Regions from separate parts of the Macaca mulatta genome. Here region 2 is linked to region 1. The links are chromatin contacts, called in public Hi-C maps. All regions are on one chromosome and are shown on one strand. Each heading gives the region's core, a stretch centred on a gene start, on an enhancer-like site or on the middle of the called end of the contact. The rest is flanking DNA. Distances are from core to core; before and after follow the strand shown. Region 1 has its middle 11 kb from the start of TRNAV-CAC. Region 2 holds the start of FEM1A (fem-1 homolog A).

The links. Hi-C and Micro-C count contacts between places; a contact is called where the count stands out from the background.
Region 2: a Hi-C map of fetal cortex germinal zone shows a contact between it and region 1, with 5 times the contacts expected there. The contact joins the promoter of FEM1A here to the enhancer-like site in region 1. A contact is called at or near these places in 9 of 14 Hi-C or Micro-C datasets (CD4 T cells, blood, cortical neurons and 5 more).

What each region holds. Positions count from the first base shown.
Region 1 is chr19:5,589,459-5,592,595 of T2T-MMU8v2.0, forward strand. No RefSeq gene overlaps it. Among named protein-coding and RNA genes, the nearest start is that of TRNAV-CAC, 11 kb to the left of the region's middle. Within about 2 kb of position 1,398, at least 5 of the 40 cell types and tissues checked have an H3K27ac peak or open chromatin away from gene starts, as enhancers often do. A contact at or near this core is called in fetal cortex germinal zone, where this site is marked.
Region 2 is chr19:5,646,004-5,649,104 of T2T-MMU8v2.0, forward strand. It overlaps FEM1A (fem-1 homolog A), which reads left to right and starts at 1,660. Exons shown (of 1, transcript NM_001258156.1): 1 at 1,660-3,101. The coding sequence starts at 1,782.

The DNA of each region.
Region 1 (3,137 bases), core at 148-2,647:
CAGGGTAACACCCTGTCGTTACCAAAAATACAAAAATTAGCCGGGCATCGTGGTATGTACCTGTAGTCCCAGCTACTCAGGAGGCTGAGTTGGGAGGACCGCTTAAGTCCAGGAGGCTGAGGCTGCAGTGAGCTGTGATTGCACACTACTGCACCCCAGCCTGGGTGACAGAGTGAGACCCTATCTCAAAAAAATAAAGTGAGGGACTGGTTGCTGGTCATGGTGGCTCACACCTGTAATCCCAGCACTTTGGGAGGCTGAGGCAGGCGGATCACCTGAGGCCAGGAGTTCAAGACCAGCCTGGTCAACATGGTGAAACCCCATCTCTAAATACAAAAATTAGCTGGACGTGGTGGCGGGCGCCTGTAGTCCCGGCTACTCAGGAGGCTGAGGCAGGAGAATGGCGTGAACCCAGGAGGCGGAGCTTGCAGTGAGCCGAGATGGCGCCACTGCACTCCAGCCTGGGCGACAGAGCAAGACTCTATCTCAAAAAAGAAAAATTGGCTGGGTGCGGTGGCCAGTGCCTGTAATCCCAGCTACTCGGGAAGCCAAGGCAGGAGAATCGCTTGAACCCAGGAGGCAGAGGTTGCGGTGATCTGAGATCATGCTACTGCTCTCCAGCCTGGGCGACAGAGCTAGACTCTGTCTATGGTGAGGTGGGCTTGTTATTTTTGTCATGGGGATGAAAGCAGTAGAGACTCTAGAAGCTGAAGGGGCATGAAAGGAGGCTGGGATTTTCCTCCCTCCCTCCTTCTCTCCTTCCTTCTCTCTGTACCTCTCACCAGCCTGCAGTTCAAGCCCACTTCACATCGTTCAGGGATATTCTTAGCTCTGCAAAATCAAACAGCCACTCACCTGAAGGCTACATGGAGGGAGAGATGGGACATGGAAGGTGGAGGTACGTGAAGATGCTCTCCTTATCCCCCTGTGTCTATCCCCACCAACACACAGACAGAGAATCTGCTGGAATTTCCCCTGCACTGGATCTCTCTCTTGGGTGGGGTGAACTCACCTGGACAGCGACGTGAGATCCCTCTACAAAAAGTAAAAAGATTAGCTGGGTGTGGTGGCGTGTGCCTGGCAGGGTTCAATGCTATGCCCATTTCCTAGAAGGCAAAATTGAGACTCAGAGGGCAGGGCTGTTCTATTCTTTCCTTCCTTCCCCCGGCTGGGGGAAGGGAGGGCTCCCCAGAGGAGAGGGGAGCTGGGTGGCAGGGGTGGGAGTGGGAGAGATAGCTGATTAGGGGTCGTTTATTAGCTGTAATTGCTGTCTCCTGGGCTGAATTAAACGAAATTACAGCCCCTGGCCCTTCAGAACGATGAGCTCTCCGCATTGTCTGTGGAAGCAATCCAACCGCGGAGGGGAGTGGAGAGGGGGATGGGGTGGTGCCTCTTGACAATAGAGCCCCCGAATTAGCCAGGCAGGGAGGCGGGGAAGCTGCGGCCTGACCTCCCCCCACCGTAAAGGGCTGTCAGAGTCTCAATGAATTCAGTTCCACAAAGGCTAATTAAAGATAACAGGGGGCCCAGTGGGCTGGGACAGGGGATGGGAGGAGAGGGGGGAGGGGGACCACATGAACCAGGGTAGGGTGGTGCCAGCTAGGGGTGCCCAGGTCTACAGAGATCCGTGTGGAGAGACATGCTGTGGGGGCATCGTGGACCCCCCAAATATCAAAGGCAGTGGGGTTTTATTCTTCCTCCTCACACCTGCCCCCTGCCCCCCATGCCTGATTAGAAAGATGGGGTTGCTCTGGAAGGGCAAGAGGGCCCCCCAGGAGAAGAAGAGACAGTGGGACCCACCCAGCAAGCACTCCTCCTACCCATCCCATGGCCTTTGGCTGGTGTTCCTTGGTCAAAAAGCATCAGCTGTTCTGTCCCTCTCTTAGCCACTGCTCTTGGGGGCCACTTCCAGCAGCATCCTGAGGGAGGGCCAGCCACGCCTCTTGGAAGCCCTCCAGGATTGCCTAAGGCCTCACCACGGAGATTCTCCAATTCCCAGGATCGCCTAACGCCTCACCACGGAGATTCTCCAGTTCCCAGGCACCCTCCCTTCCCAATCTCCTCTCTAACCCCCGATCCCCATCTTACAGGAACTCTCCCTCCTCTTTGAGCCCCACCTCTAGACCTCCTCCTTTCTTGTCCCTCCCTCCCTCCCTTCCTTCCTTCTTTCCTTCCCTCCCTCCCTCCCTCCCTCCACTCCTTTCTTTCTCTCTCTCTCTCTCTCTTTTTCTTTCTTTCTTTCTTTCCTTTCTTTTGAGTCCCACTCTGCCTCCAGGCTGGTGTACAGTGGTACGGTCTTGGCTCACTGCGACCTCTGCCTACCGGGTTCAAGTGATTCTCCGGCCTCAGCCTCCTGAGTAGCTGCAAATACAGGCACCTGCCACCACCACCACACCTGGCTAATTTTTACATTTTTAGTACAGAAGACGGTTTCACAATGTTGGCCAGGCTGGTCTCGAACTCCTGACCTCAAGTGATCCACCCACCTTGGCCTCCCAAAGTGCTGGGATTACAGGCGTGAGCCACCATGCCCAGCATGCCCAGATAATTTTTAAACTTTAGTAGAGACTGGCCGGGCATGGTGGCTCACGCCTGTAATCCCGGCACTTTGGGAGGCCAAGGTGGGAGGATTGCGAGGTCAGGAGATCGAGATCATCTGGCTAACACGGTGAAACCCTGTCTCTACTAAAAATACAAAAAATTAGCCAGACGTGGTGGCGGGCGCCTGTAGTCCCAGCTACTCGGAAGGCTGAGGCAGGAGAATGGCATGAACCCGGGAGGCGGAGCTTGCAGTGAGCGGAGATCGCGCCACTGCACTCCAGCCTGGGTGACAGAGCGAGACTCTGTCTCAAAAATAAATAAACAAATAAATAAATAAATAAATAAATAAATAAATTTTAAGTAGAGACTGGTGTCTCACTTTGTTGCCCAGGCTGAGCTCGAACTCCTGGCCTCAAGCAATCCTCCTGCCTTACCTCTCAAAGCATGGGGATTACAGGCATGAGCCACCTTGCCTGGCCCATTTAACATTTTTTTTTTTTTTTTTTTTTGAGACGGAGTCTCACGCTGTTGCCCAGGCTGGAGTGCAGTGGCGCGATCTCGGCTCACTGCAAGCTCCGCCTCCCGGGTTCCCGCCA
Region 2 (3,101 bases), core at 410-2,909, 57 kb after region 1:
ATTTTAGCAGGCCGGGCGCGGTGGCTCAAGCCTGTAATCCCAGCACTTTGGGAGGCCGAGACGGGCGGATCACAAGGTCAGGAGATCGAGACCATCCTGGCTAACATGGTGAAACCCCGTCTCTACTAAAAATACAAAAAACTAGCCGGGCGAGGTGGCGGGCGCCTGTAGTCCCAGCTACTCGAGAGGCTGAGGCAGGAGAATGGCGTAAACCCGGGAGGCGGAGCTTGCAGTGAGCTGAGATCCGGCCACTGCACTCCGGCCTGGGCGACAGAGCAAGACTCCGTCTCAAAAAAAAAAAAAAAAAAAAAAAATGCATTTTAGTGTATATATATTGCATCTTGAATACATTTTAAAAATAAATAATTCGGGCCACCAAAGATTTCTGTCTCATAATTCACTGCTGTCAAAAAAATGCCAGGAAATGGATCACCTTACAACTGCTAGAATAGCTATTATCAAAAAGATGAAAGGTACCAAATGTTGGCAAGGATTTGAAGAGAACACTTACGCACTATTGATGGTAATTTTAATTAGTATAGCCATTATGGAAAATGGTATGGAAGTTCCAAAGAAAAATTTAAAAGTAGAACTACCAGATGATCCAGCAATCCCAGTTCTGGGTATTTATCCAAAGGAATTGAAATCAGCATGTCAGGCCGGGCACAGGGGCTCACGCCTGTAATCCTAGCACTTTGGGAGGATAAGGCGGGGGGATCGCCTAAGGCCAGGAGTTCGAGATCATCCTGGCCAACATGGTGAAACCCCGTCTCTACTAAAAATACAAAAATTAGCTGGGTGTGGTGGCGGGCGCCTGTAATCCCAGCTACTTGGGAGGCTGAGGCACAAGAATCGCTTGAACCCGGGAGGTGGATGTTGCAGTGAGCCGAGATTGCACCACTGCACTACAGCCTGGGCGACAGACAGAGACTGTCTCAAAAACAAAAACACACAAAAAAATCCCACGAAGTTATTGAAAGATAAGAAATAATTACGTAAATAAAATAGAAGAAGGAAATTCTGACATATGCTAGGATATAAATAAATGCATGTAAATGAATGAATGAATAAATGAATGGGGGAATAAGAACTGAGCGCGTAATTTTTTACCCTTATCTCTCCCTGTTCTCCCAGCTCAAAACGCTTTCGCCCTGCCTGGCTTTTCGGCCTCCTCTTGGCGCCCCCTGCCGGTGGGCTGCTCACCTATGCTCCAACCCCGAATCATGACTCGCCCCCTCTGGCCGAGCTTGGCCTTCGGTCTAGGTCCTGACTGGCTCAGAGTCGCTCGCCATGCCTTTTGGGAAATGTAGTCCTTAAGGGCATCGTGCAGGCTTTTTCCATAGGCTCTGACGTAGAGACAGCCATGGGAAGTACGTCACCAAATTTCGCCGGTTCCCACAAGCTAGGTCGTGTAGCGCTGCATGACGGGAATTGTAGTTCTCAAATTGCTAACTTCCCCGGTCATGCACTGCAACTGGAACACCAATTTCCATCATGCCGCGCGCTCACAGCTCGCGGGGGCTGTCCTGTGGCCTTTTAGGAAGTGTAGTCTTAATCCCCCATGATTCCTTTTTTGTTCTATGGAGTGGGCCCGCGCAGAGGACTCCATTTCCCGGCGTGCTCCCATTCGTCGGGTCGCGGCAGCCATTTTGTTCCGCCCGAGGAACCCCTAAGATGGCGGCGAGGGAGACGGTGAAGGTTGCCTCCCGCCCGTCCGGGCTCTGATCCTCTGTCTCCCCGTCCTCCGGCGGCCGGCCCATGGCCTGGCGGAGGCCCGAACCATGGACCTCCGCACCGCCGTGTACAACGCTGCCCGTGACGGCAAGCTGCAGCTGCTCCAGAAGCTGCTCAGCGGCCGGAGCCGGGAGGAACTGGACGAGCTGACAGGCGAGGTGGCCGGCGGGGGGACGCCGCTGCTCATCGCCGCGCGCTACGGCCACCTGGATGTGGTGGAGTACCTGGTGGACCGGTGCGGCGCGAGCGTGGAGGCCGGTGGCTCGGTGCACTTCGATGGCGAGACCATCGAGGGCGCGCCGCCGCTGTGGGCCGCCTCCGCCGCCGGCCACCTGGACGTGGTGCGGAGCCTGCTGCGCCGCGGGGCCTCGGTGAACCGCACCACGCGCACCAACTCCACGCCCCTGCGCGCCGCCTGCTTCGACGGCCACCTGGAGGTGGTGCGCTACCTGGTCGGCGAGCACCAGGCCGACCTTGAGGTGGCCAACCGGCACGGCCACACGTGCCTCATGATCTCGTGCTACAAGGGCCATCGTGAGATCGCCCGCTACCTGCTGGAGCAGGGCGCCCAGGTGAACCGGCGCAGCGCCAAGGGCAACACGGCCCTGCACGACTGCGCCGAGTCCGGCAGCCTGGAGATCCTGCAGCTGCTGCTGGGGTGCAAGGCCCGCATGGAACGTGACGGCTACGGCATGACCCCGCTGCTTGCGGCCAGTGTGACGGGCCACACCAACATTGTGGAGTACCTCATCCAGGAGCAGCCCGGCCAGGAGCAGATCGCAGGGGGAGAGGCTCAGCCTGGGCTGCCCCAAGAAGGCCCCTCTACCAGCCAGGGGTGTGCGCAGCCTCAGGGGGCCCCATGCTGTAGCTCCTCCCCGGAGGAACCACTGAACGGGGAATCTTATGAAAGCTGCTGTCCCACCAGCCGGGAAGCTGCCGTGGAAGCCTTGGAATTGCTGGGAGCTACGTATGTGGATAAGAAACGAGATCTGCTTGGGGCCCTCAAACACTGGAGGCGGGCCATGGAGCTGCGTCACCAGGGGGGCGAGTACCTGCCCAAACCGGAGCCCCCACAGCTGGTCCTGGCCTATGACTATTCCAGGGAGGTCAACACCACCGAGGAGCTGGAGGCGCTGATCACCGACCCGGATGAGATGCGCATGCAGGCCCTGTTGATCCGGGAGCGCATCCTCGGTCCCTCGCACCCCGACACTTCCTATTATATCCGTTACAGGGGCGCCGTGTACGCCGACTCGGGCAATTTCGAGCGCTGCATCCGCTTGTGGAAGTACGCCCTGGACATGCAACAGACCAACCTGGAGCCTCTGAGCCCCATGACCGCCAGCAGCTTCCTCTCCTTCGCGGAA